Regions from separate parts of the Triticum aestivum genome. Here region 1 is linked to region 2. The links are chromatin contacts, called in public Hi-C maps. All regions are on one chromosome and are shown on one strand. Each heading gives the region's core, a stretch centred on a gene start, on an enhancer-like site or on the middle of the called end of the contact. The rest is flanking DNA. Distances are from core to core; before and after follow the strand shown.

What was found. A called contact is a pair of places that touch in the nucleus more often than the background predicts.
Region 1: a Hi-C map of leaf shows a contact between it and region 2, with 4 times the contacts expected there. The contact joins the promoter of LOC123130159 here to the promoter of LOC123092419 in region 2. A contact is called at or near these places in 3 of 5 Hi-C or Micro-C datasets (all in leaf) and 1 of 1 datasets of contacts at active chromatin or transcription factors (leaf).

What each region holds. Positions count from the first base shown.
Region 1 is chr1B:443,997,946-444,000,754 of IWGSC CS RefSeq v2.1, reverse strand. LOC123130159 (protein BONZAI 3) reads right to left here and starts at 1,344. Exons shown (of 17, transcript XM_044550132.1): 1 at 1,050-1,344. The coding sequence starts at 1,214.
Region 2 is chr1B:443,861,206-443,863,905 of IWGSC CS RefSeq v2.1, reverse strand. It overlaps LOC123092419, which reads left to right and starts at 1,329. Exons shown (of 1, transcript XM_044514193.1): 1 at 1,329-1,862. The coding sequence starts at 1,462. The coding sequence ends at 1,611.

The DNA.
Region 1 (2,809 bases), core at 95-2,594, 140 kb before region 2:
TTTTTAAAGCAAACGATTGATGTCCACCACCCACTCCGACCTAAAATATCTTTGATCATTCCTGATCCACTTCCAGAAAATACTCCAGCGCCAAAATATTAATCAATATTAAAAATATGTTTTCCAGAGACCAGTCCATCAAATTATATGCGATCACCAATTGAGAAACCACATGCGGAAACTGAAAAACATTACTTCGTCACTTCCGTCAGGATCTTATTTGTGCACAAGCAGGTCACCAAGAACTCGTATGCCATTTTGTAAATAAAAACTGTAACGAATATAATTGCACGCATGCAGTTGATGCAAATAAATAAATAAATTCCAAAACGTAGGGAACGCAGTGCTTGAGGTGCGCTAGCGCCGCACATCCGACTTGACTCTGACAGAGACGAATTTCCCAAGTACTTCGATGTGAACTTATAAGAGTACAAAGGACACGTCACATGATAGTACCGAACAATCTTCGTGGACGCAGACCAGCGGACAAAATGGCACCAAAACCTAAATATGCAATACTACACATTATCCCCAAAACAACCTAAAAACCCCAATTCAGAGCCGAGCGACGGAATTTCACAAAACCCGCCTCAAACCCAAACTCTTGAGTAAAAGCCCCCTAAATTGCCCGCATTAAAAAATTGGCGCAAAGCGAGGCACACTTGCAGATAAAAATGTGGGATACTGGGATCCAATCATCCAAACCAAAATCAAAGCGACAATTGCAATGCCGAGAGGTTTGGTCTTTGGTGGCAATAATCGAAACATCTGTACGCTGTGACAGCGAAGCGCATTTACCAAAATAAACAAACAATGGCACCCGAAATCCACCTCACTTGACAGCGAAAGCCCACCAAATTCCGGTCGCCAGAGCCGATCGCGATCCGCGAGGGCCCCCAAATTCCTTCCCACCCCCAAAAACCCTGCTCCAATGGTGACCACGAATCCGCGAACCATACCATTCTGGGAAAGTCTCCGCGACTAGCGAGCAGCGCTGGACTGGACACTAGCTACTAGGGTTTCCCGTGGAGGGGAACGAGCGAGCGTACCTCGAGAGGGGTGTAGAGGCGCAGCGCCTGGCCCTGGAAGAAGTGGTCGACCGCCTCGTTAGGCCCGCCCTGGCCCTGGCCCTGCACCGCCGCCGCCGCCCCCCTCGCGCCCCCGCCGACGGCCTCCATGCCGCCGCGGACGTCGCCGGAGAAGCACCCTCCCATCCCTGATCTCGGCCCTGGAGCCGCCGGAGAAGTTTGAAACGGGTGGACTTTTTTTTGAAACGAGTGGACGTGTTTGAGAGCTGAGAGGCGGAGAGACAGAGCGCGTTCGTTCGCAAATCCCGTGCTCCGGGCTCTCGGCGGAGGGATGGATATTTGTAGGCGTTTTCGCTCAACGCGCACGCACGCACAGGAGTCGAGAGGGGCACGGAGGGCACGACGCTGGTCGAAGTGGCCCACGCGCCTGTTCCATTTTTGGAAACCAAGAGCTGCCGTGAGTTGCCTGATGATTTCCGAAAGGAAAAAAGGTCCTATATATTTCTTCGGCCATTATTATTCACGCGGCAGCGCGGGACAGGGGGAAAGGACCGGGAACCAAATCTGAGATCGCCGCGATATTTCGTGGAGCAAACGGGACCTTATACTACGCGGTTCCGAATAACGAGAGAGCTGATTGATTGACCAGATGAAACGACCTGAGCACACGGGGGCATCATCCCGCATTACCGATGTCGTTTTTTTAACCAATGCCGTATAGCCGTGCACATTCTCGCTAATTCCCCCGCACAAAATGTAATAATCAGGAATTTCTTGACCATCAAAAACTTACAGAGGTATTAGTCAATAATGGTCCATCGTGCATTATTACCATCGTACAAATGGCCCATCGCACACCGAAAACCATCGCGAACCAGCGTTTACTTTTGATACGCGGGTTTCTCTTTTCTCAAAGCGACACGTCACCAATGCCACACGTCTCGTCAAACCGGGTTCCTAGGTCATGTTTCGCCCGTGTTGGGACAATTACATTTTCCCAAAATCTAAAAAGTGGCCGTGCACGATTTAGTCGAACCGAGCGGCCGCGCTAGACGACAGGTCGCTGTTTGAAACGACCACTCCATATCTCTCTCTCTCCTCGCCTTATCCACTCTGCCATCTCTCTCGTTCCTCTTCTCGATCCCCTTTCCTCGTCTCTGTTCCGTGTCGGGCACGGAGGTCCACGCTGGCATCGAATCCTGAGGGCACGGAGATCCTCGCCGACGCTCTGTTCGGCGGAGCGACGGAGTGCGGCGAGCAGGTCGGCCGTAGGGCCGAAGCAGCAGCAGCGCCGCCGCCCTCTCCCCTTTTTCTCAGAGCCAGGGAGAGATGTTGTCAGCGTCGTCGTTGTGGATGGCGGTTTCGTGGTGGTTGTCAAGGTACCTGCTACCTCATGTTGGGGGTCGCCTGTAAGCAGCAGCGACGGCAACTGCCATGGCGATCGAGCGTCAGTGGGGATCGAGCGTCAACACTGTACTACTCTTTGGATCCCGCTCCTAGTTGTACTTCTCTTTGGATCCTGCTCGTTGTTGTTAGCTACACCGATTTGGCCTCGCCTTATTCAGTTTCTTTGATACATGCTTGCCTAGATTCAAACATTTTGGAGCTGGAGTTGTGCCACGAGGAAAACAAGCTAGCAGGTCTCAACATCAATTTTTGGGGACGTGCTAGTGATCTGAAGACGACAGTGCAGCTAACCGAATCAACGCAATGATGCTTAGTTGGCTTGTAATGTAGACTAGTTGCACATACGTTGATGTTTAGTTGGCAGAGAAGACTAG
Region 2 (2,700 bases), core at 80-2,579:
CCAGACTATAGGTGTAGCGACAGTTGTTGCTTAGACGGTAGTTTTAGTATTACTGTTATATGGCTTTGTAAGGATAATTAATAAAGTGGCCGTATGCATCGCCCAGATGCAGAGACCGGGGGTCATCCTCCTTTTCTAAAGAAAAACATGTACTCCAGAATAGATGGGCTAGGATGTTGGCTGGACTATTGATATTCGATGGGGACCTTTGCATTTTTATATTGTGCAAGTTCTTGTCCGATACCTACATGCATAAATTTTACTCCCTCCGTTCCTAAATATAAGTCTTTGTAGACATTTCACTATGGACCACATACGGATGTATATAAATGCATTTTAGAGTGTAGATTCACTCATTTTGCTCCGTATATAGTCCACAGTGGAATTTCTACAAAGAATTATATTTAGGAATGGAGGGAGTATTTTATTTGTAAATCATCAAAAACTTAAAATGAAAAACAGGACCTAAGTTAAATGTGGTTAATACCCAAATTAAAGCATCATAGCCGTTACGGAGATAGAAACCACCGAAAACAGTGTCAATCTCCTATTCTCCTGATAACAAAACCGTGTCTAGCTGAAGTTGGACTTCGCTTAGCTGAGCCAGGAAGCAATCCTGTCTAGGAAGAAACTTCACGCTCGCTTGTCTTGTAGTGTTAGACGAAGCTGTAAGGCAACATGGCACATGCCACTTGCTTGGTCCTTCTTCAGTTCTTCCCCAAATTCCCAGAAAACCCTAGTCACCGACACGCAACATGCACCACCTAATCCCTACCACCTCCTCAAATAGATAGAGACGGGGACGTGTTTCACATTCACACCGAGAGCATGCACGCTACGTTCTCTCCATCGCCAATTCGCCATCACAATGCTATCGGACATATGGGGACAAGTAGCCATCAACTGTTTGAATTTCACCAGGAGGATATCAGAATACCAGCCCTCTGATCCTGTACTTTTCATACATGTATACACATCACCATCGATCAAGTATTGTTGTCCCCGTAATTTTCATCCGAATCGCCGTCAAGTGACCGCGTCCAGAAGATCACCAGCGAGAGACCGCGACGGCGCAAAGTTGAACAGCCATCTATCTAACATTCCATGCTGAAAGGCAGGCATAAAAGAAAGGCCAGATCTGTTTGCCAGATACTATGTATCTCAACATCTGGGCAGTTGATCAGCCTAACAATGCCATATATGACCGGCGTCAGTGGCCTGGGTGGGTGCGAGCATAGGCTGAGCTGTCCTCAGAGACGGAAGGGGAGCACAGGAGGGTGGCATCATTGAAGACCTGATAGCGATGCCTCAACAAACTGGCCACACCACAGCGATCATGGCCGTGGTGGTATAAGAAGCAAAGAAGCGTACCACTGCTAGGAAGCGAGCCTCTCTTCGTCTGACCACCACTGATCTCCAGAGTAGGCAGCACCGGGAAGCAACCTTTCTGCTCAGGCTAGCATGGGGAAGGTGTGCTGCAGCAGCGAGTCGGAGGAGGAGGCGGGCTTCAGCTTCCTGGGGCTCCTCGTCGCGGCCGTCATCGCCTTGGTGTTCATGCTCCTCTGCACGCCGCCGAAGCGGCGCTGCGTCACCATCTACCCGTGCTGTTGAGGCTGAGGAGTCTCCAAGGATCTCTGGTTGCTGGGAGGAAGGTTCGGTTGTTCATGGGAGGGAGCAGGCCAGGCAATGGTTCCTGGTTTTCTTCGGTTCAGAAATAATTTCTACACTACTGAATTGTAGGACTCGTCGAAACTGTAAGCCATATTTATCGGCATATTCGGCTGTCCATCTCCATCTGTAGCATGAACTGATACATACATCTGGGGGGAATAGATATCATCAGACTTGTTATGTTGTTTTCACTTGTCCTGCTCCCTTCTCTCTTTCTCTCCTCTGTTTGTGTTTTGTTTTCTCTTTCAGATCTTTTTATATGATCGTAACACAAAAGCACAGAAGATTGGCTATCTGTTGGCACATCCATGATGCAATTAAATAACAGAAAAGTTCAGTGATATTTTTTTGGTGATCAAGTGGTTCTGTAGTGACTCCAAGAGGATGCACGTCTTAGTGCAAGTTCCAGTAGGAAAGCACTAACCAGAAACAGGGCTACAAAATAGTTCAAGATTAGACCAAAGATTCTACACTTCTTAGCTGATCTGAAAATTCTACTAGGCAGTCTGAAGAAGACCATCATTCAACCGCTTGATTTTCTATTTATCAGTTACTGTAGATAATTGTCAGTGCATCTTAAGCGGCAGCAGGAGCACCAGGCCGGTATTGCTTTGCGGCTCATGGTTATCTCTCTTTGTTTGTCTAGGATCTTTCCCCCGGAAGAATCTCAGACTCCAGTACACCTCTGTAAACTCCCCAGTCTCCAGAAGGGCCTCTATACCTGCAGAATGTCACCCCTTTTTCTGATTTTTTCTCCTTTCGTATAATTTTCCAGGAATGTCTGCACTCTACAGATTCAGGAATCTTGCTTGCTAGTTTAACGGGGATCCATGAAGATCTGCTCAGTCATCAAGATCTCACTGGGTGCAACGATCTCTTCATGAACGCCCATTTCACACTTCAGTTCTATCTTCTGAATTCCTGCACTGAAACTCCTTGCTGAGAATTATTCCGCTCAGATAGGCATGGCTTGACGCCACTTTCTACGGGAAGTGGGGACGAAAGTGAACCCCAGGGTTGTCATTTGCC